7 separate regions of the Mus musculus genome follow, and all the other regions are linked to region 2. A link is a contact called in public Hi-C and HiChIP or PLAC-seq data. All regions are on one chromosome and are shown on one strand. The core of a region is the stretch at or near the end of the contact, and the rest is flanking DNA. Distances in the headings are between cores, read along the strand shown. Region 1 has its middle 81 kb from the start of Gm35888. Region 2 holds the start of Cdh4 (cadherin 4). Region 3 has its middle 18 kb from the start of Gm35815. Region 4 has its middle 21 kb from the start of Gm35582. Region 5 has its middle 4.0 kb from the start of Gm35582. Region 6 has its middle 48 kb from the start of Gm35815. Region 7 has its middle 40 kb from the start of Gm40031.

Region 1 (3,076 bases), core at 10-2,509, 670 kb before region 2:
CATCTGTTGACTCCAGTCCCTGGGGATCTGACACCCTCTTCTGACTTCCACAGCCACTGCATGTAAATAGTATACATACATACATACATACATACATGCACACATACATGCACACATATACACATCAGGCAAAACACCCATACTCATACGATAAAAATAAATAAATCTTTTTGAGACGGTGGCTCTGACAAGGATGTTGAAAACAACCGATAAGTTGTGCTTACATAGGGCTGGAGCTGGTATCTGTGTCTACACCTGGGACCTGCAGCATCCTCTGTGAACTATCAAGTCACAAAGCCCCTTGAGAGACTGTGAGGAGGCCTCTGAAGAGTACCTCTGACCTCAGCTAGAATGTGAACTTGCCACCTAGTGGCTAGGTCTTCACCCATCCCTGGCTACCTTCCTGTCTCCCAACCATTCTTCACATATGTTCACAGCTGGCTGCCTTTTCTTTTTTCTGTTTCTGTCTAGGATGCAGAAACAGACATGAAACAATCTAAACTTGGTTTCCTGTCAATCCTGTCTTCTCAAGGGCACCCAGATCATTTGTCTTCCTGGCCCCTGTAGGGGCGAGATTCTGTTCTAGCACCAAGCACAGTTCTCTTCCTGAACAAGACTTGAGAGGTCTCACTCGCTTCCCTTCAGATCAGGAGAGAGGTCACGTGACTCACAGCTAGCTAAGGAGATGTCATGCAGCCCTCTTGGGGGTAGATGAGCCATGTGGCACCAGATTTAGGGAATAGTCATTGAAGCCTCTACAACATTCTGTCACAGCATGGACCCCACTAGACTGAGCAGGGCCATTCATCCCGTGGTGTAAGCTCTCAAGGTGGGCACATGCTGTTCTGATCTTTTTATTCACTGCATGCCACCTTCTCTGCAGATTGTTTAAAAAAATGAAGTAATTCATTCCACAAATATTTACTGAACTCTCTGAATGTGGCCATGTTCTGGGCAGCAGAGACGAAGCCAAGACTCGGCAGACATACCTCATGAGACCATATGCTCATGTGTCATTAGGATGCCCTTGGACACAGAGAGATACCCAGTTACAAGAAGCCCTGGTGAGGCAATGGGACCTGGGGTCAGAGGTATAAGAAAATAAGTATCATGGCTCAACACAAATGGGCATCAGCATCACCGGCATGTTGGCAGAGCTTGGCTTCCAGGTCTGGCATGTGCCCAGAAGTCTGCTTTGGGGATTGTGGTGTCTGGACACAGATCTGAGAAGATATTTTCATAGAAGCCTGGAATGAGAGGTGCCAGGTGCTTCAGCCTGAGGGGCAGCAAGGGGCCGGAAGCACAGGCAGCCTGTGACGAGGGCAGGAAGAGGAAGATGCTTCAGGCTGGGCTGGAGGCGGTAGATCTGGCAGGTAAGTCACCCAGCCCTGCTGAGCATCAGGGGTTTCCGTGAACATCATGGGGCACTGTTTAATGGAGGAAGTGAGTTTATCTGCTGTTTCTCATCACATCTCTGAAAAATTATACGGAGTTAGAGGCTCAAAACAATGAATGTATCCCTTCACAGCTGTGGAGTTCAGAAGCCTGACCTGGGCCAAATGGAATGAAGTCAATGTGTCAGCAGGGATGGTTCCTTCTAGAAGGTCCAGAGGATGGTTTGTCTCTGCCCTGTCAGCTCCCAGGGGCCATCTCTTGCTTGGTTTAAGGTCCTGTCTTCCTCCTTCAAAGCCAGCTGTGCTGAGTGGAGTCCTCCTTTCAAGCCAGCTGTGTTGAGGGGAGTCCTCCCACTGCCAGCTGTGCTGAGTGGAGTCCTCTGATTCTGCTCTTTGGGATCCAGTGTACCTTGGACCCACTTGGATAATCCCAGAGATCCTGTCTTCTTAGATGAGCTAACTGGAGGTTTTCAATCCTTCTCACCTTCAATGCTTTTTTTTTTTTGTGTGTGTGTGTGTGTGTGTGTGTGTGTGCTGAGTGACCTAACAGGCTCCAGGAAGAAGGGCTAACCATCTTCACTGGGCACAGGATTCTGCCCAGTATGTCTGGTATGTATTACAAAGGGGACTGGTGGATGCTGGGGCATGGGGCATGGTAAGGACATGCATGGGGCAGAAGAGGCAAATAGTCCCAGCATTTTCTCTGGTCTCTCTGTGCAGAGGTGAGTTAGAGGCTTGATCTAGAATTAGGCAGTGGAGAGGAGAGGGGGTGGCTGGAAGACAAAGGTGTGACAGGGAGGGAGGAAGGGAGGAGGGAGGGGGAGAGGGAGAGGGAGAAGAAGAGGGAGAGAGAGAGAGAGAGAACTGAGAAGAACTTAAGACTTGATTTTCTTGCCGAACCTGTGGTGAAGCAATGCATCATGAATCATGGGAGCTGAGGACTAGGGTCAGAGAGACCCAGGTGTGAGTTTGAGGTCTGTTCACCTCACTGACTGGCCACTCACACATCCGACTTTGGAGGCTGCTTTGGTTTTGTGTTTATCAAAAGGTTAGAGTGGATCTGTAAGTATCCTGAGGAACCATTTATTCTGGGGGTGCCGCATACTGGCCTTCAGTTGCCAACAGAATCTGTATTCATTCTGAGTTGTTCCATAAACACAAAGCATGTAGAGGCCGTCAAAGGATCAAAGGTGGCCTGGGCTTGAATCCTTCTTGAGTTGTACTGTCCCATGACTTGGCTGGCCTTCTGGAGTGCCTCTCCCCTGATAAGTTGACTTTTATCTGTTAAGGATAAAGTTGGACTTTCTTTACTCCTGCTCTGGCCAAACACCAGGGGTATCTATCATCATCATCATCTCATTATCATCATCATGGACCCAAATACTAAATGACAGAACCAGAACGTGCCCTGTGGAGACGGCAGGCACAGCCTGAGCTCTGTTCTGTAGTCGAGTCTAGCGGCCGCTGTTGAGTATAACCCATTATAAAACACTCCACTCTTCCCCAAGTCTCTCTGAGGCAGCTTATCTGGGGACCTATCAAGTGTGTGATACAATCAATTAGATCCCAATAAAGGCCCCGAAGAACAGCCAAAATTTATAAAAATGATTTTTTTCTTAATTTCTGCATCCCCAAAGATACTATAAATCACCCTTCTACATGAGCCAGCCAGCATTCAGAAA
Region 2 (2,938 bases), core at 190-2,689:
TCTCCAAAAGGATTTGCTGCCATCTCCCCCTGACTGTACAGTGTGTCTGAATCTACAGGGTAGCTGTCTCCTCCAGGTCTCCATATTCCTTCTCACCTCCCCAGTAAGCTCACCGACTCGCCAAGCTGTACTCAAGTCTTGCTTTGGTCTGGGTACCTCTCTATCAAGAGTGAATGTTTCTTTGTCTCCCCAGGGAAGGACATAGAAGAGTCTGAAGACTGCCCAGCCAGCCATGCTAAGTTAGTAGCCTCTCTCATTCCTTAGCAGGCCAATACTGGGACAGTCTGTGGCATAGGGCCAGGTTGGCACAGGCTTGGTGTTCAGATACTTGGTGGTCCAAGCTAAACCCAGTCTCATACCTCTGGACAGAGCCCACTATGCACCCTGGGTTACCCTGATTTCCCATGGCTCGAGTACTAGTCAGGAGACCTAGGGTGTCATCCACCATAGTGGGGGGAGGGGGGGCAAGGAAGAAAAGGTCTCTCTGTCCAAGTTAACTATGACCTTGGGGCAACTTAATTCACTCTTCTCAAACCAGAACTATTGTATTCTGGACACAGATTTTCTCAGAAGAGAGACAAAGAACATTTGAAAAACATCTGAGCAGACACTCCACTTTTCTGTACATTGCTTAGCCAAGGGAGGGATGGGGAAGCCTTCACTCACAGTCCAAGCTGCCCTTATTTTTCCGCGAGAGCGATACGATGCTTAAAGAAATGCCTGCAGTCAGGGTTGGAAATTGCCCATGCGAAGCAAATGGAGCTGGCCTGCCCAGGGAGCTGACGTGCCTGACAGCTCTGCCCGCTGGAGTCCCTTCCTTCCTTCCGCGGCCTCTGATTTCTTCCTTGCCTATACAGAAGACCTAACTACATTTTGGCACACACAGAGGAATGGGTAGGAATCCTCCCAAACCTTGGAGGATAGCCAGAGCCAGGCCCACACTATAAGGGGTCAGCCGAGCCAGCCCAGCTGGAGAGTGACCCCTCCCCTCTCCCTCTCTTCCGATCCCTGAGCTGTTCAGAGGGCTGGAGGCCATCACAAAGGCCTGTGTCCGGAGACTTAGATGACACAGGGATGAAGGAAGTGTCCACTCTTCACTGTGGGCTCTGAAAAGAAGTTGACCTAACATCACGGTGTGATCACAAGCAGGGGTCCCACAATCTACAAAGGACATCTAACTTGCTGGGCAGAGACTACACAGTCTTCTTTGGTTCACACCGTCTTTGCTCCTAGAAACCCAGTCTCCCTGGCTTCGTCTGCTCATACAGGCCTCTAGTTGTCCCACGGGACTGAGGCCGCCCTGCCAGCGAGCAACCAGGCCAAGCGGCTGAGCGAGTGGGCGCGGGAGCGGCTCCTTTAAGGCCCGCGTCAGGCCCGGCCGGAGGGGCGGGGCCTCGGCGAGGCCGCCGCTCAGCTTCACCTGCAGTTCCGAGCGCGCGGAACAGAGGCGCGGGCGGCTGCGAGGCCGGCGGACGCACCGGCCGGAGGGAGCGCGCCGCCGGCCCACTTGGCCTGGCTCCCGGAGCCCGGGCGGCAAGTGCGGGGAAAAGCAGGGCGGGCGCGGGCGGAGCATCGCCGCGGCGAGGGAAGCCGGGCACCGGGCGAGCGCCGGGGCGGCGCGGCGGGGACGATGACCACAGGCTCTGTGCTGCCGCTGCTGCTGCTCGGGCTCTCGGGCGCGCTCCGGGTAAGTTGCCGCCTCTCCGATCGCAGGCGATCTGGGAACCCGTGGGGCTAGCTGGTGTCTCCCGGTCTTCTCAAACCGCCGCCCGCGCTGCGCGAAGCCGCTCGCTATCGGAGCGAGGAGCCGCGGAGCTGAGCGGGCGGGACCCTAGGTGCCATCTCGTTGCCCGATCTGCGCTCCGGGGCCGCCCTCCGTAGTGTAGTACTCGCCTCCGCCGCCCGGCAGTCGCGCATCCCGAGTTCCAGCCGCGCGCCGGGTCGGGTCGGCTGCGCGGGGCGCTCTCCCGGGTCCCGTGGGTGCCGCGGAGCTCGGCTGCAGTGGGAGGCGGAGGCGACTAAGGGGCGCGGGTTGTAGCCGCGGGGTCTAGCAGGTCCTCCCGACTTAGAGAGGGATCGGGAGGAGGGCGCAGCGGGAGCGCGAGGCACTGAGCCCGGGGACTGGAGCTGGACACACTCGCTGTTTCCGCACAGTCTCTGCGCGGTCTCCAGCCGGCTCCCTCGGTTAACTCCAGCTCGCTGCGGGTCTTCGGAACGGCTCAGCGGCAGCTCCCGCAGCGACCCTGGGCGGAGACCGAGTGGCCTGAACCCCCTCTCGTGGCCGATCGGTCCGGTGGCCTGCTCGCTGCCACGCCGAGGTATTCTCTGCGATGAACCAGGGTTGGCGACCGGCTGCTCCGAGGCCACCGGACCATCGCCTTGCGCGGGGAACACGCCCCGGGGGGACAGAAACTTTCCCGGCCGACTTTTGTCTCCCGCGGGCTGCAAGAGCATTTCAGAGCTGCGATCCCCAAGAACCAGATGTCATTCTGAGCTTGGCCGGGGGAAGATCCCCGACCCAGCCCTCCCTTTCCTAGCCTCCGGGGCCGGGTACTCGAGCCCGAGCTACAGGCTGCAGGCTGCGGGTGGCCTCCCAGCGGAACCCGGGCGGAGCTGTTGCGCGCAGCTGGAGGACTCGGCCGGCAGGGAGGCGCGTTCCGCTCTGGCGGCCCGCGAAGCTGAGACTGCAGGGTGCTGGCTGCGCCCCCGGCTCCCGGAGCTTGCTCACCAGGGATCCGGAGCCTGGTGCGCCTTCTTCTCCTTAGCGGAGTGGATTAGTGGGGACACATGCTATCTCCCTTGGTTCCTGGCAGCTTGGGTGGAACCCCTTGCCCATTGCCTTCCTTTCTCTAAAGATGCAGACTCCAGAGGAACAGAAAACCCTTCTGGTCTGTTAGAGGCTTCTGGTCTTTTCTGCTCTCCTGACGAGGCTTTAAAT
Region 3 (2,922 bases), core at 330-2,829, 740 kb before region 2:
ACTTGACACAAGCTGGAGTTATCACAGAGAAAGGAGCTCCCTTGAGGAAATGCCTTCATGAGATCCAGCTGTAAGGCATTTTCTCAATTAGTAATCAAGGTTGGCAGGGCCCTTTGTGGGTGGTGCCATCCCTGGGCTGGTAGTCCTGGGTTCTATAAGAGAGCAAGCTTAGCAAGCTGGGGAAGCAAGACAGTAAGTAACATCCTTCCATGGTGTACTGGCTAGTTTTGTGCCAACTTGACACAGCTGGAGTTATCACAGAGAAAGGAGCTTCAGTTGAGGAAATGCCTCCATGAGATACAACTGTAAGGCATTTTCTCAATTAGTGATCAAGGGGGAAAGGCCCCTTGTAGGTGGGACCATCTCTGGACTGGTGGTCTTGGTTCTATAAGAGAGCAGGCTAAGCAAGCCAGGGGAAGCAAGCCAGTAAAGAACATCCCTCCATGGCCTCTGCATCAGCTCCTGCTTCCTGACCTGTTTGAGTTCCAGTCCTGACTTCCTTTGGTGATGAACAGCAGTGTGGAAGTGTAAGCTGAATAAACCCTTTCCTCCCCAACTTGCTTCTTGGTCGTGATGTTTGTGCAGGAATAGAAACCCTGACTAAGACACATACCTTCAGATCTAGATGAATAAGAAGACTCATTCAATGCTGAGTCATGGCCAGGAGGCAAGATCCAGGTTTCTTCATGCCTTTTCAAAGCAGACTCAGTCTGCCTTTGAAGGCTTTCTCATATCTCCTCTGTACTAGCACTAAAGGTTGGGACTCATGGTTGCTGAGTGATGATTCCAATCAATTGATATGCATTGACCTAATGTGTGTTGTGAGCAGGTCCTGGGCTAGCATGGGGGATCGGTAGCTTGTTTAAGCTCCTCCCAGGCCAGATCTATAGGATGATCCTTCACATGCCCTGGGCCTGCAGTCTCCTCACAATGATGTATGGCAGTGGGGCAGGCACTCTACATAAGCACAGATAGCTTTTGTTCACTGATATCTTTGCCATCCCATATTTATGGCAAATATGAACAATTAAGTCCATCTACTGAAATGATTGCTTGCAAATTGGTGAGGAACTCAACTGAGGATGGCAACTTTTGTGATGTGAATAGCTCTGGGCTTCTTAAAATAGCCATGCTATCCAGAAGAAATGGGAGGAAGCACACGCAGGCCACTGTGTGTGTCCTTCGATTGTCCAGATTTGGGGTTATTAAGCCCTTCAAAAATACACTGGTCCACCTAGTAAAAAATATATTTACAAAGCTTCTGATTGTGTCGCCAGAGTGTAGTTGCCTTGAGATAAATCTCCTGCAGCTGGGGAAAGGATTGTACATACCCGAAACCAAGTCCAATTATACTGAGAACCAGCAGCCAGCTTCCTCTGTCCCTGCAGTTCCCGGAGTGTGAAGCGGGAAGGAACAAACGAACGGGAAACTGTACAGAATCGTAATGATGAGAGCAGGACAGGGCAGCCCGCCTTCCCTGCCTTCCCTCCACCCTCTCCTCGAGTCTGTCTAACAAGAGTGGAGAGAGCTGGCAGTCCTCCTGGCCCTCCTCGCTCCTCCTTCTCTTGTTGGAAGGAGCCTGTGTCCCAGCCTCCCTTGCTTGGTTCCAGGCGCCTGGATGTGTCTTGGAATAAATAGCCTGGAGAGTGGCCAGGCGTCCTCTGTTTTCTTCTCTTCCGTAATTAACTCGGTACCGAGTTGCTTCTCTGAAGTAAACAGCTCAGTTCTACTTCAAGGCAGAAATTTCAGTGACAAAATGGAAACTGAAGCAAATCTCAGGGTGCTGCTTGGTGGACGTGCCTGAAGGCTCCCTTCAAGGAGCCACAGTTAGGGAACAGACATAGATAGTGGAGCCAATGCCACGGTCTCTTTCGGAAAACGAGGGCCATGTGCAGGCCCAGAATGGGCTGCTTTCACATAGGTATCTTGGGAAAGTTAATCAAAGCAAAGCAGAGCCGGGAGAGAGCCAGGGTTATCCTGAGAGTGGTGAGAGACTAAATTCCAGCTAGCCCCTATCTCTGTCCCTCCTGCCCTCTTGTCTTTTTTAATGTGTGTCTGTGTCCGTGGAGCCAGGCATTGACTTGAATCATCTCCCTCTATAGATCTCCACCATACTCTTTAGACTGGGTCCCTTGTTGAACCTGGAGCTCACCGATTGGTTAGACCTGATGACAGTGAAACTTGGAGCTCACTGATTGGTTAGAGCAGCTAATGATGACCTATCTCTGTTCCCTGACCCAGCGCCGGAACTGTACCATCTCACTTGGTTTTATGTTTGGCTTCAGAATCCCAACTCAGTTTATCAAGCTTGTTACAGCAGCCACGTTACCTACTGTGGTGGTTTCAATGAGAACAGCTCCCTTCGGCTCATACACTTGAATGTCCTGTCCAGTTTGTGAAGGATTGGAGGTGTGGCCTTGAAGAAAGTGTGTCACTAAGGGTGGACTTTCAGATTTCAAAATCCTGTGCCTTTCCTAGTTAGCTCTCTCACTTTCTGCATTGTGCTTATGGATCTGGATGTAGTCTCACAGTTACTGCACCAGCACCATGCCTGCCTGCCTGCCTGCCTGCCTGCCTGCCTGCTGTGCCAGCGCCATGCTTGCCTGCCTGCCTGCTATGCTCCCTGCCATGATGACTATGGATTATAACCCTATAGAAATATGCACTCCAACATTTTTTTTCTTTTGTAAGTTGTCTTTGTCATGTTTCTTTGTGGCATTAGAAAAATAACCAAGACATCCATTGAGCTATATCACTATATCCCCCTCTCCCTTATGTTTTTCAAGAATGCAAACTGTCTATGTCATCCCATCCTTTCATTTACAACAGACATATTGGAATTTCTGGGGAGCATAGAAACTTAGAAAGAATTCTACAGGAGTCTCAATGTCTCCACAGTACCTGAAGCTAGTTCTTCAGGGT
Region 4 (3,279 bases), core at 151-2,650, 920 kb before region 2:
TCTTCTTTTACTGGTTTTCATGCTTTTTCTCTTTGTGTAAATCTTTAGATATTCACTATGTGGTGAGAAATGGATTTGCATCCAACTTTATATTTTTAGACAGCTCATAGCAAGAGCATACTAACTAGGAATGCCCACTGTATGGTACACTAAAATCTCTGTCTGGGGACTAGTCCGAGCCAGCATGATTTCTTTTCCTCTGAGCTATGTTTTGATTATTTTATCAAACCATACTGCTTTACTGAACTGTCACCAACTAATGCATTTTTAATGTTGGGCAAGACAAGTTCCTCACAACCACCGATCAAAGAATTTTCTTGGCCCTGATCAGCAGTTTATTCCTCGCCTAAATTAAAAGTTATTTAAATTGCATTGGTTTATTTGTGTGTGTGTGTGTGTGTTTGTGTGTGTGTCCTGGGATTCGAACTCAGATCTTCACGCTTGCCCAACAAACACTCTACCCACTGAGCCATCTGCCCAGCCTGTGGATTTGGCTTCATACACGTCCTGAGTTTTATTGTTCAACTTATTTCCAGGTGTTTTGGGACTTGATCTATCGGGAATGATTTCCAAAACTATGTATTTCCCAACTTCTTATATTTTATGTATGAGAAAGCCACTGATTGTCGCGTATTACTTAAAACTGATTATACTTCTGTGTATTTATTGTTTTAATATTTTTTTGTTATTCTGGTTTTCTCTGGGAATACAACCTTATTATCTATAAATTATGATTGTTCCATCTCTTCCCATATTCTCAGCAGCTTTTATACTCTTGTCTAATTGCTTCCCTCCGTGCTTTATTTTACAGTGGTGGCAAGGAGCTCCCTTAAACTGTTTCTAATGGGACGCCTCTAGTATTTTTACAATTAATTATGAAGGTAATTTTTGGATGGAAATGTGTATTTTTTTTAAAATCCTGTAAGGAGGTAACCACCCATTTGCAAGCATCAGAAGTGGATATTAAATTTTTATTAAATGTCTTTATTGCCTATAAAAAAGACTTAATGGCATGTCTCTCCTTTTCTCCTCCCATGAATGCTGTGAAGGTGTTTTTAGATCCCAGACTGGAGCTCTTAAGCATGTGAGTTTGGACTCCTCATCATCCATCTCCGTGTGAATTGGCTTCTAGCTGCCAGCAATGTACTCAGACATTTGCATAAACCTCTTCTCTAATTATCTTTTCCTGGGACCTGTCAGGCGCTGGCATCTGGTTTGCCTTGACATCCTAAGAACAGTCAAGAGTCTTTTGTCTTTCTTGCCTTAGTGGAGTTGCTTCTATCAGTGGTACAGGAGTGATCTGTGCCTTGAAGACTCCAGAAAATAGGATTCTGGCAAGCCTGGCTCTCAGGCAGTGGAAGCCCTGGAAGCCCTGCCCACCTGCTGCAAAGGGAGTGCGAGGCATTTCAGCCATGTTGGAAAATGAAATGCTAATAGCTAGTTAGGACCAAATGTTTGGTCCCTGCTGTGTCTGGCCTCCAGACTCGGAGTTTCAGAAGAGAACACTTCCTCCTTGTGAAGAGGGGAGAGGGAAGATGCAGGAGCCTTGGGAAACAGAAAAGCTCTCAAGAGGAAACTTGGATCTCACTTAGAAGGGGGAATACAATAATCATAAGAGGCAGATGGAGGGAGGGAGCTGGGTCAGAGAGGGGATAGAAAAGGGGAATGGGTGGGGTCAGGATCATGTGTGGAAGAGGGACAGGAGAGATGGCCAGATGGCCAAAAGAATGAGTGGCAATCTGTAGCTGATGGGGGCGGGGAGGTGGAGGGCATATCCAGAATATGACAGAGACCTGGATAAGGGAGGTGCCCAAGAATCAATAGGGGTGACTCACAGCATTGGGGATATGGAACCTGAAGAGGCCAACTCCTGTAGCCATGCACAAGCCACAGTTGAGCAATAGGTACAGCAACCTACCCCCAAAATTGTTGACCCAAAATTTATCCTGTCTACGAGAAATGCAGGGACAGGGGATAGAGCAGAGGCTGAGGGAACTGCCAACCAATAACTGGCTCAGATTGAGACCTGGCACTATTAATGGTTCTCTGTTGTGCTTGTAGACGGAGTCTAGCATGGCTGTCCTCTGAGAGGCTACACCCAGCAGCTGACTCAGACAGATGCAGACACCCACAGCCAAACAGGGGGTGGAGCTTGGGAGGGTTGGGGGGGAGGACTAAGAGCCCGAAAGAGGATAGCGACTCCACAGAAAGACCCACAGAGTCAACTAACCTGGACCCTTGAGGCTCTCAGAGTCTGAACCACCAACAAAAGAACATACATGGGCGGAACCTAGGCTCCCTATACATACGTGGCACATGTGCAGCTTGGTCTTCATGTGGATCCCAAACAACTGGAGCAGGCGCTATCCCTAAAGCTGTTTCCTGTATGTGGGATATGTTCTTCTAGCTGGGCTGCTTTGGCTAGCCTCAATGGGAGAGGATGAGCCTAGCCACACAGAGACTTGATGTGCCAGGGTGGGGGGATACCCAGGGGCTCCCACCCACTCACAGGAGAAAGGGAGGGGGAAAGATTGTGGATGAGGTGACCAGAAGTGGGGACAGTGAGCATGATGTAAAATGAATAAAGAAAAAAAATAAAAAACAAATTAAAAACGCCAAAGAGATCAGTAAGGACTGTTTGTATATGGAACTGTGTTCCACAATATATTTATGGTCATCAATCATTTCAATTTTATCATATAACTTGACATCACAATGAATTTAGTAATTTCCATATAGTGAATTAGTCCATGAACTATAGATTAAAATTGAATAGTTTATTGATGTTGTCTAAAGAATCAATAAAGTTTTTTTTTTAATGTTATAAAAAAAATTAGCTTAGTGGCTCACCAAGTCAGACTTGGGTGAGATTTCTTTGGTCTCTTGCTACACTCTCTATCTGGGGAGAATTTATAGTTCTTTATCACAAGAGACAACCCAGGTCCACCCCCACTGACCCTCTCCTCTGCCTGCTAAAGGACGTCTGGGCTAGAACTTTCACCATAAAGCTCATTTTATTGGTTAGCAATCCAGAAAAGACCAGAATGTTCTTTAGTGGGGGGAGGGATGAGGTGGTTTTCGCATCTCAGAACTCTACCACCCTACTGGATGGCCTCGTTAGCTTCAGCTATCAACCTGACACAGCCTAGAGTTATCTAAGGGAGCCTTAACAGGGGATTGCCTTGATTGGATTAGCCTGTTCACGTGTCTATGGAACATTTTGCCAACTGGCATAGGAGGGCCCAGACCAATGTGGGCAGCACCATCCCCAGGCAAGTG
Region 5 (3,040 bases), core at 383-2,882, 940 kb before region 2:
ACACAAGCCCTCGGGGAGCATTTCACACCCAGACTATAACTGCTAACAATAAAAACGTTAGGGGAATATGAGAATATATTTTTATATGTTTCTAGTTTTGTCAAAGCCTAAAATGTCTGTATGAGTATAAACGACTAGGAAGAAGTTCCATGAAACGTGTAAGGTGCTGCTGCTCAGTGCTCAGATTCTCTGGTGCTGTTGCCCAGTGCTCAGATTCTCTGGTGCTGTTGCTCAGTGCTCTAATTCTCCTTCATGATCTTCTATAATTTTCCACTCTGTGTGTCCTCCAAGAACGTATGCCATCATCAGAACCTTCTAGAAAGTTATACGAGACTCAGACTTGCTCAGGCATGCCAGAATCATTGTGCATGTACCACAGCATCCCACACCCATCACACACTAGTCTGCAGGCTGTGGAAGACTTAGGAGTCTGTCCCCTGTGGCTTCTCTGGCTTCTCTCTGGGATCAACAGTAGAAAGTCTGCTTGGTGTCCGCTCCTCTCTTCAGAAGTATTTTGCTAATGAACCATTGTGGACAAGTTTCCATTAAACAAAACAAAACAACAACAACAATAACAACAACAACAACAACAACAAAACTATATTATGGTGGTGCAAGCTACTTGGAAGGTTGAGGAAGGAGGATTACAAGTTCAAGGCCAAGCTGAGTCACTTAGTGAGAAACTATCTCACTGTTTTAAAAAAAGATAATTTTCATGTGTTTTGCCTGTATGTATGTCTGTGAACCACCATGGCTATCTCTATGTCTGGTTCCTGTAGAGGCCTAAAGAGGCTGTCAGATCCCTGTGACTGGAGTTACAAGTGGTGGTGAGCCACCGTGTAGGTGCTGGGAATTGGTGCTTGTCTTGTGTGTAAGAGACCCTCAGTTCTATGCCACATACTGAACCAGGTGTAGAATGTGGGGTCAGTGCTCTGCCTGCATGTGGGGTCATTCATCCTGCTACAGTAGCTGCTGAGGTGGCTGACAGCCCTGGGCAGGGACCCAATGGAACCCCGGCATCATGGTAATATATGTGAAAGCTGTATGCACCCGTTTGACCCTGCAGAGTCTGTCCTCTTGTTGACGGGCTCTGTGACCAACAAGACAAGATCACACTCCTCATCTTCAAGGCTGCTGCTTCTGGTGACAGCCCTGGTCAAGAGGTATAACCCAGACTTACCTTTAAAGTCTGTGTCCACAGACACCCAAGAGCAGGGACCTGTTTGCCCTGCTCTGGACTCAATCCCCAGAGCTTTTTCCTTGCTGTGTGACTTTGAACAGGTTACTCAACTTCTCTGTGTCCAGGACTTCTCATTTATAGGGTGAGAATGGTACTTAAAGGGTGTGCCTCGGCCACACAGGGGTCTCATGGGAGTGTGTGCTTGCAGTGGACCGATCATTCTAAGCCCCATCCAGCTGTTTACCTTGGCTGTTGAAATTAATGTGGTTAGAGCCCAGTGTCTCCATCTCCCATATGTGGACTCTGCTACGTCCTGGCTTATCAATGGCTTTCCTGTCTTGAACCTTATACTCTCCTCCTGCCTGCTGATCTGGCTCTGTCGTGAGGTCCTCCACCAGCCACCCCTCCATGGCTCACTTCCTCCAGATCACTCTGTGTCTGGGGAGGATGGTGGGTGGTTTCCTCACCGTCACGCTGACCCAGCAGGAAGCTGTGGGCTTCGTTCACATCCGACTGTCAGCTACACAGCATTGCTGCACCCTATGTCTTGTGTAATGGAAGTGGACCTCAGCACCCAGCGCCACCGAGTCAAACTAGGCTCTGCAGTGACCCCACACTGACACCGTGGGGTCAAGTTTCTTCAGGCCGTGAAAGCACGAGTCTGCTCTACAAACAACCGGACTGATGTCGACATTGCAATGTGATGCAGAAGCCATTTGATACCTTTAAAAAAAAAAAGAAACGGGAAATGGAGTTTTCGTGTCTGCTGGTGCTGAAAATGGAGGATAATGACAGAATTATTAAAAACTGTCTTCTCTGCCTCAGACTAATTGCTTATGGTCCATGAGGCTGACTCTGGAATCCAGATGGGAAGCGCTGGATCCCAGGCCCGGGAGACAGGTGTTGGAAGGCCTCAAAGCCAGAGCCACAGATGTGTGGGATCTGGAGCTCCTTAGGTTCGGGATAGACCCTGTTCTTGGTGGGTCAGTTGTTACATTTGCAGGAAAGCCTGGATGGTGACAGCCCTGCAATTTGAAGATGGAACTGTGAGGCCCATGGTGGCTCTACAGTCCTGGGGTCGGTTGGGCTGAGGAAGGGAAGTGGATTTGTCTCTTGCAGGGCTTCTTCAGAGCCTTGAGTAAGATGGTGATGAGAGTTTGTATCAAACAGTGTTGGGAGCTTTCCCCTGGTACACATATGAGAAGGGGAATTGAGGCTTAGAGACAGCTCAGTCAGAGGGTCCCGAGGCATCAGATCTCCACCCCGGCCTATATGCTTCCTCCACTATCCTCTGATGGCTTGGGGAGGCCCCAGAAGAACCAAGCCACAACCTCCTGGGTGTGAAAGATGGAAGCTCTGAATGGCAGAATGGTTGCTAGTGCTCAAAGATGATTTGCTGAAGTGTCTTCTATCTGTCTGGTGGAGTCTCAGGCTGAGATGACTAGGGCCCTGTGCCAGTTGTGAGGTTATGGGTAAAGTACGCCCCGAAATTTCCCGTTGCAGAGGCTCAAAGGTGAGCTGCATCACTCTGTAGCTGTGTGATTTTTTTGGAAATTGTACTCAAACTTTCTGTGTCTAAATCATCCAGACTCATGGGTTTAATATTGAGTGTAATTTCAGTTAATAGATACAAAATATGGGAAAATCTTAAGACTTTGAGCCAAGTTATAAATATCTCTACTGCACATGAGTAGAGTTTAGAGTCTATTCCACTTCATGTTGATTGACAGGTCAGCCAGATGGACCCTGTTGTAGACAGAGAGGATAGTGAGTCTTTCCTAGAAAGAAAAGGCAGAGGAGTGGTGGTAAGCTTCTCCAGTGCAATTCAACCAGTGACCAGCAGATGGCAGAAGCAAGCCA
Region 6 (3,335 bases), core at 733-3,232, 710 kb before region 2:
ACAGCAGGACTGAGGCTCAGTTCCTGTCCTTTAGTGCTTTGTAGTTCAAGGCATACCACATCAACAGCAAATGAATGAGCCACTAGAGGTTCACAGGACACACACGGGTAAAGCTCAGGCTTCTATGGTTGAGAGGTGTGAGTGAGCATGCATGTAGCTCTGTCTGCTCAGAAACCATGACAAGGAAGACTTCCCACAGCTCATGGCATCTCAGCAGGCAAGGGGGACATGTGTAAAGGTCATGAGATGAAGAGAATACAGCCAAGCTGAACAGGAAGGATAGAGGCCATTGTAGACAAGCAGTGAGATCAGAGGGGAAGCAATGGACAGTGAGCCAAGGCATGCAGTGCTATTGGACAGGGAGAGTTCTTGCTTTTTCTCCTGACTTCAGTAGAAAACTAAGCATGGATTGTGTAACCAAGTGTGTGCTGTGAACAGACACCATGGCCAAGGCAACTCTTACAAGGACAACATTTAATTGGGGGCTGGCTTACAGGTTCAGAGGTTCAGTCCATTATCATCAAGGCAGGAACATAGCAGCATCCAGCCTGGCATGATGCAGAAGGAACTGAGAGGTCTACATCTTCATTTGAAGGCTGCTAGGAGAAGACTGGCTCCCATATGGTTAGGCTGAGTGGGTCATTGCCCACTCCCACAGTGACACACTTCCTCCAACAAGGCCACACCTCCTAATAGTGCCACTCCCTGGGCCAAGTATATTCAAATCACTACACCAAGGTTTCCCTACTGAGTTTGTTTGTTAGTTTATTTATTTATTTATTTATTTATTTATCTACTTATTTATTTAAGTACTGAAGATGGAACTCAGGATTTTGGATATGATTTATGGTCATCCCTATGTCCCTTTGGCTATTTTATTTTTTGAGTTAATGTCTACTATATTGTCCAGGCTAGTCTTGAACTCTGTATCTCAGACAAGCCTCAAACTAATGTACCCCCTGCCTCAGCTAAGGGTGAGCCACACTCCAACTAGAAACATGTTTTCCCAGTAAACAATACAATGTCTGTGTTCACAATGTGATCAACTATCCTGCAACAAGGTTGCTACTAGGTACGAGGGCAGGTGTGGCACAGGAGGCGGGGTGAGGGATGATGGCTGGAGACAGAGAGAGCTCATGTCCTTAGGGGCAAATGGTGAGACAGCTCAATGGAAGCCCAGGTTAAGGGTGCCAGTGTCTATGGAACAAGTAAATAATCCTTGGGACAGAGCTCAAACAACCCCGGGGGTCTGGCTGCCCTTGAAGCTGGGAAGCTTGGCATAGGCCTTCAGCAGCCCCTGGATCTGGATGGGTGGCTGGTGCTCCAGAGTCCTTGCTGTGCGTTTGTTTACAGAGGCAAAGCAACAGAGGCTCAGGTTTGCAAAGGGGTGAGTTGCATAGCAGTGAAGCTTGCTGAGACCTCCTCCTCCCACCATCTCCTGTAGCCCTCAGGATGTCTCCTCCCACCCTGCTGTGCTGTGCTGGAGGAGGGCAGTGTGGTTTATTAATCTCACGGGCCCTGAGCCCTATTCCCTATGCGCCTGCCCCATATGGACGCAGAGACCTGTGCAGTGCATCCTAGCAACAGGAACACGGGGCTGCAAATCCCAAGGAAGCAATTCTTACTTAAGGATGTTAAACTGGGGTTGTGTCCGTCCAATGGCTCAAACTGAGGCCTTCTGACCCAAAAGGCTAGACTGTTGGAGGTCAAGTTTTTGGATTTGTTGCTGCTTTAAGAAAATCTATTAAAAGTAAAACATGAAAACTCAACAGATTCTTTCCCCCCTCTGCCCTTATTTTCCTGGCAAATTATTATTCAAGAGACGAAGTACCCCATGCTGAAAAAAAAAGATAGTTAAATATTCCCTCTATAGTGAGGGGGAAAAGTAATGAGCCTCGGTGTAGTTCACTGCCCCGTGTGGTGCAGGCAGCCTCAAATGCATTCACGGGGAATGGTGCGGGCGGGAGCTCTGAGCTCTGTGTTAATCCTTCCGGTGCTGGTTAAACCTAGGCGTGGGGGTTGGGGGGAGCATGATCTGAGCCCAGCAGAGATCAAAGGCTCAAGCCTGGAGCTTTCTGCTGACTTTTTTGGTGTCTCCTACCATCTCCGGCTCGAGAATCATTTCAGAGCCACTCCGAAGCTCGCAGATGATGTCTTTATCAGGCTTCTGTGTGTATTTATTTATTCAACATCTGAAAATGGAGACAAGCCTGCCCACCAGACAAGATTAATGACACACCCGATGGGAACGAGTTACTCAGAGGCTGAGACCCAGTCCCCACCCTGTACCCTGGGCTGAGCCTGCAGGCTTTATTAAGGAAAACACAGGGAAGGGGAATTCTGCAGTGAGCTGTTTAGAATCTAAACTTGGGAGCACGGTGTCCGTGGCGGTTCTCTGTGCTACCTGGGCACATTTATTAGTGCCCCAATTGTCAAGGTCCCCGTTTGTCAGATGGGGGATTGTCTAAGCTGTCACACGGAGATACAGGGTTTGTGTTTCACCCATGAGGGATGCCTACTGTCACATTCGAGTCTCCTTATCATTGAGACATGTGCTCAACACACAGGGTTAAAGCCTGCTCTACCCTCATGCATGGACTCCAACTGTCTCCCTAGTGGTATGTGAGAACCCTGAAGGCTGAGTAAGATGCCTGTAGCCAACCCACACCACTGCTGTGGTGGGCTGGGACCTCCATCTCCATGGGGATTCCCTTCCACAGAGTCTCTGTTGCTCTCTCATCTGACCTGTGTAGGGATTCTGCCTTCTTTCACAGGAATCTCACAAAGTGTCTGCTCATGTCCCCACCTTACAGGCTTCTGTGGTTGGTAGCTCTCTACCATTCCACTGAGCCAATTAGTACTCAGTCTTGTGTCCCTTCCTTCTGAGAAAGTCTCCTCAGTCTCCAACCCCTCCCTAGCTTCCTTGAGTCTAAGGCCTGTTCTTAGTGGTTGCTCCTCTCTGGGAGATGATGGTAAGGGAGGCTCTGCTGGGCCATTCATCTCATGGCAGGCTCTGCATCTTTGGAACAGTGACTATAAAATGCCCAGAGAGTTCCCCACCTACTGCCGTTCCCTCTTTCATGGCACCCAGGAACACACAGATAATCTGAATTTTTAAAGAGTAGAAAGCAAATGTCCTGTACCCATCTGGAAGTTTGGCATCACAGATCTGCCTGACACCTAGCTCATGATTTGAGGTCCGAAATGGAAGCCAAAAAGTGGAGGAATTTATAGTGGTTGATTATGGAGGTCATGGAGTGTGTGGAAAGGCCATGGTGTCGTGTGGAGAATGTCATGGAGTGTGTGGAGAAGGTCATAGAGTGTGTGGAGAAGGT
Region 7 (3,070 bases), core at 491-2,990, 850 kb before region 2:
ATACCTACCCCTCCCACTCACACAAACATATACACACACACAATTACCCTCCCACACACACTCATACACACTCTCATACATGTATTCACACCCCACCCCCACACCTCCCACACACATACATATTTACTACCATACACACATACACACACTCACATACTTATACACATACATACACATACTCTTACACATCTATTCACATACATACATACACACTCACACACACTTAGCCCCTACACACATATATACACTCACACACACATTCTCATATATCTATTCACACACACACACACATACACACACACACCTCTCCACACACTCATATACACACCCACCCAAACACACACACACTCATACACATAATCTCACAATCTATTCAAACACATATACCACACACACTCACACACACACACACACACACACACACACACACACACACATGCTTGCTCACCCACCCACATCTATCCACACACAAAAATAAACAAATGACAAATTAGTAGAGACACTAAAGGAGACTCTGTGCTGACTTCTGGCCTCCACATTTGTGTATACAGGCACACACATAATTTAAATTTACAATTTAATAGAAATAAGTCTGGGCTTTGGGGGAATTCATCAAATAGAGGGGTCAGATCACTTGGGTTTCTTTGTTTCCACCTCTGCCTTGAGCATGTAACAGTCCTGGCCACGTTCCATATCCATAGTCACAGCCTCACAGCTTTCTACACCCTTGCGATAACAGATGTCCATTATCTCTGTTGTTACTGTCATTGTGATGATCACGCCAGCTGCTCGCATGGTGTGCAGAAACTCACCTGCAGCCCGAACACTTAACGGCTTGTGCTGCTTCCGGGAATGGTGGACGCTGGGGACACCTGTGGGCATGGAGAACTGTGTTCTTTCCCATCGTGAGCATACAATGTAGGGGCCCTTGGATACTAGCTGATTTCCATATGGGCTTTTGAGAGTGCACACCTCTTTAGGGAGTGGATCTTGTTGCTCTTGATTTCGAATTCAATCTGAGGCCAGCTGCAGGTCTGTATAGAAAGAGCCCAGCGGCAGAACAACACAGGCTTCAGTGTAGCCAGAGAACGGATGCTGAGGGAGCACTTGCACGTGAATGTTAAGCAACAGGCTGGCTGCTATTGAATGAGAGCCAAAGGGAGGAAGCAAGGAGAACCTTGTCTGACCAGGGAGGCCTGGCAGGGGGAAGGGTCAGAAGACACTACTTCTGGGAGTTAGGGGAGTGTCTAGATTTAGGAATTGCAGAAGGCCAAATAACCTTGAAAAGACTGGCGAGCTAGAGGAGAATCGATAACAGGGTGTGGGTGGATAAACAGGAAGAGCCCTGCTGTTACCCAGATGCCTAAGATCCGCATCTGAACCTTAAGCCTTTGTGGCTCTGCGTCTGACATTCATAAATCTTTGTCCTGATTAAACCGGGTTGGGTTCTTCATTTTGTACCTGAGAGTATTTTAACTTTAAACGGGGGACATTTCTCGTCAGTAGCTGTGTTTTAAACTTGTTTTTGTACCTATTTCAACCGAAAGTTAGTGTGCAATCCATGGTCCAGATCCAGGTACCATCTGCCCAGCCCAGTCTCTGGATGGACAGTAAGAATGCCCAACACGAGTCGGAGAAAAAGAATAAAGGGAGAAGAGTGACATATGGAAGTGCTCAGAAATTCAAACCTCAATTTGGAGGCTGGTCATGCTTTCTGGTGTTGTCTATAGCTCCTGGAGGCTAAAGTGGGAGGGAGCAGAGAAGCTGCACTGTGATTGGTAGCATCAGAGCTACTTCCTGTCTGGCCCCTCCCAGACCCTGAGCATGGGTGTTGGGGGGTGGGATCACTATGTTGCAGAGATCTCTGGAGGTGGTCGTTGCAGGATTAACCCTCAAATCCAAATCCTTCTGTCTCTATCTTCTCCTTTCTCTCATCATTTGAGCACCAGCTTTGCCAGGCTCTGTAGTGGTCACTGGGACTAGAAACAGCCCAGGCCTAAGGGGCTGGGCAAACCCTCTGTTCCCCATGAATGTCATTAGCAAAAAGAAGTTATTGAATTATTGACTAGGGTCCATTTCCCAGGTTAGCCAGGAAGTCGCAGGCGGCCATGGCACATATCTGTACTCCGGAATGGCTGTGGAAGGCTGCTTCCCACTCTTTCCTTGTCAGAAGTAACTGAGATGCACTTTGGCAAAGCACTGGGCAAGCTGGACCACACAGATGAAGGGGAATAAAATTTAATGTTGTAATAATGACCGCAGGCCCAGCCAGAACCAAATGACTTCCGACTCATGCTACTTACCCTTCTTGCATGAGCAAATTTTTATATTAAAAACTTAATCTCTATACTTGGAAAATTTAGAATAGCACACGCACAAAAGCCAAACAGTACACAGTTAGACAATGTATTCTTCCCAACGGTGTGCGTGGCTGGCCATTGTCTATATAGTTCTGAAGTGGTCTCTCCATGTACATACACCTAGTGAATGCATGAGGTGTGTGTTTCTGCTTGTGGAGTGTGTGACACTGTGTGTGCCCCCTGTTTGTGTTACTTGTTCCATCATTCCATTCACCAGATAACATCGATATTTAGTAGCTATTCGTGATTACTCTAAAGTCGAAGGACCCAAACACCAACCACCTGCTAATAGGAAGATGACTGAGAACATTGTAAAGTTTTCTCCAACAGACCCCGTCTATTAATGCTAAGGACCAAGTGCAGCCACAGGGGCCCAGGTGGGTGTGCTGCACAGACAACGTGCAGGGGATGATCAGCTAAGCAAGGGTCCTACTGTCAGCCAGGGTGCACCCCACCCTGGTGGGGTCACAGTACCCTCCCAGCAGACATGGGTGCTGGAGCCCCAAATGGGTCCTTTGTAAACTCTCCTCACCTTGTATGACTTGTGACTGTAGGATTTGTTTGTTTGTTTGTTTGTTTTGGGTAATTATGTTGTAGGAAAGTATTTTGGAAATCGGTTGGAGTTCATTGGGACTGCCGCTTCCTTCTCTGTAGCTCCAGCAATTTTGATGTCAGCGTGAAAGTCTTGGCCAGGTTCTCTGCCTTCAGAT

What was found. Hi-C and Micro-C count contacts between places; a contact is called where the count stands out from the background. HiChIP or PLAC-seq counts read pairs in DNA pulled down with a chosen protein or histone mark.
Region 1: a Hi-C map of cerebellar granule neurons shows a contact between it and region 2, with 2.6 times the contacts expected there. The contact joins the enhancer-like site here to the promoter of Cdh4 in region 2. A contact is called at or near these places in 1 of 39 promoter capture datasets (hippocampal neurons), 5 of 484 Hi-C or Micro-C datasets (cerebellar granule neurons, cerebellum, cerebral cortex and 1 more) and 7 of 115 datasets of contacts at active chromatin or transcription factors (SST interneurons, embryonic forebrain, embryonic hindbrain and 4 more).
Region 3: an H3K4me3 HiChIP or PLAC-seq map of forebrain shows a contact between it and region 2, with 5 times the contacts expected there. The contact joins the enhancer-like site here to the promoter of Cdh4 in region 2. A contact is called at or near these places in 1 of 39 promoter capture datasets (the 3T3-L1 cell line), 6 of 115 datasets of contacts at active chromatin or transcription factors (VIP interneurons, embryonic forebrain, embryonic hindbrain and 2 more) and 1 of 9 other capture datasets (liver).
Region 4: an H3K4me3 HiChIP or PLAC-seq map of embryonic basal ganglia shows a contact between it and region 2, with 7 times the contacts expected there. The contact joins the enhancer-like site here to the promoter of Cdh4 in region 2. A contact is called at or near these places in 1 of 39 promoter capture datasets (hippocampal neurons), 1 of 484 Hi-C or Micro-C datasets (cortical neurons) and 10 of 115 datasets of contacts at active chromatin or transcription factors (craniofacial prominence, embryonic basal ganglia, embryonic forebrain and 7 more).
Region 5: a Hi-C map of cerebral cortex shows a contact between it and region 2, with 2.1 times the contacts expected there. The contact joins the enhancer-like site here to the promoter of Cdh4 in region 2. A contact is called at or near these places in 2 of 39 promoter capture datasets (embryonic stem cells and hippocampal neurons), 8 of 484 Hi-C or Micro-C datasets (cerebellar granule neurons, cerebellum, cerebral cortex and 2 more), 10 of 115 datasets of contacts at active chromatin or transcription factors (craniofacial prominence, embryonic basal ganglia, embryonic forebrain and 7 more) and 1 of 9 other capture datasets (pancreatic islet).
Region 6: an H3K4me3 HiChIP or PLAC-seq map of forebrain shows a contact between it and region 2, with 13 times the contacts expected there. The contact joins the enhancer-like site here to the promoter of Cdh4 in region 2. A contact is called at or near these places in 7 of 115 datasets of contacts at active chromatin or transcription factors (SST interneurons, VIP interneurons, embryonic forebrain and 4 more) and 2 of 9 other capture datasets (adipose tissue and pancreatic islet).
Region 7: a contact with region 2 is called in an H3K4me3 HiChIP or PLAC-seq map of embryonic forebrain, with 5 times the contacts expected there. The contact joins the enhancer-like site here to the promoter of Cdh4 in region 2. A contact is called at or near these places in 1 of 39 promoter capture datasets (hippocampal neurons), 6 of 115 datasets of contacts at active chromatin or transcription factors (embryonic forebrain, embryonic hindbrain, embryonic stem cells and 2 more) and 2 of 9 other capture datasets (adipose tissue and liver).

What each region holds. Positions count from the first base shown.
Region 1 is chr2:178,768,017-178,771,092 of GRCm38.p6, forward strand. No RefSeq gene overlaps it. Among named protein-coding and RNA genes, the nearest start is that of Gm35888, 81 kb to the right of the region's middle. Within about 2 kb of position 1,260, at least 1 of the 459 cell types and tissues checked has an H3K27ac peak or open chromatin away from gene starts, as enhancers often do. A contact at or near this core is called in cerebellar granule neurons, where this site is marked.
Region 2 is chr2:179,440,992-179,443,929 of GRCm38.p6, forward strand. Cdh4 (cadherin 4) reads left to right here and starts at 1,440. Exons shown (of 16, transcript NM_009867.3): 1 at 1,440-1,687. The coding sequence starts at 1,631.
Region 3 is chr2:178,697,287-178,700,208 of GRCm38.p6, forward strand. No RefSeq gene overlaps it. Among named protein-coding and RNA genes, the nearest start is that of Gm35815, 18 kb to the left of the region's middle. Within about 2 kb of position 1,580, at least 48 of the 459 cell types and tissues checked have an H3K27ac peak or open chromatin away from gene starts, as enhancers often do. A contact at or near this core is called in forebrain, where this site is marked.
Region 4 is chr2:178,521,236-178,524,514 of GRCm38.p6, forward strand. No RefSeq gene overlaps it. Among named protein-coding and RNA genes, the nearest start is that of Gm35582, 21 kb to the left of the region's middle. Within about 2 kb of position 1,401, at least 5 of the 459 cell types and tissues checked have an H3K27ac peak or open chromatin away from gene starts, as enhancers often do. A contact at or near this core is called in embryonic basal ganglia, where this site is marked.
Region 5 is chr2:178,504,564-178,507,603 of GRCm38.p6, forward strand. No RefSeq gene overlaps it. Among named protein-coding and RNA genes, the nearest start is that of Gm35582, 4.0 kb to the left of the region's middle. Within about 2 kb of position 1,633, at least 108 of the 459 cell types and tissues checked have an H3K27ac peak or open chromatin away from gene starts, as enhancers often do. A contact at or near this core is called in cerebral cortex, where this site is marked.
Region 6 is chr2:178,726,654-178,729,988 of GRCm38.p6, forward strand. No RefSeq gene overlaps it. Among named protein-coding and RNA genes, the nearest start is that of Gm35815, 48 kb to the left of the region's middle. Within about 2 kb of position 1,983, at least 32 of the 459 cell types and tissues checked have an H3K27ac peak or open chromatin away from gene starts, as enhancers often do.
Region 7 is chr2:178,593,216-178,596,285 of GRCm38.p6, forward strand. No RefSeq gene overlaps it. Among named protein-coding and RNA genes, the nearest start is that of Gm40031, 40 kb to the right of the region's middle. Within about 2 kb of position 1,741, at least 28 of the 459 cell types and tissues checked have an H3K27ac peak or open chromatin away from gene starts, as enhancers often do. A contact at or near this core is called in embryonic forebrain and embryonic stem cells, where this site is marked.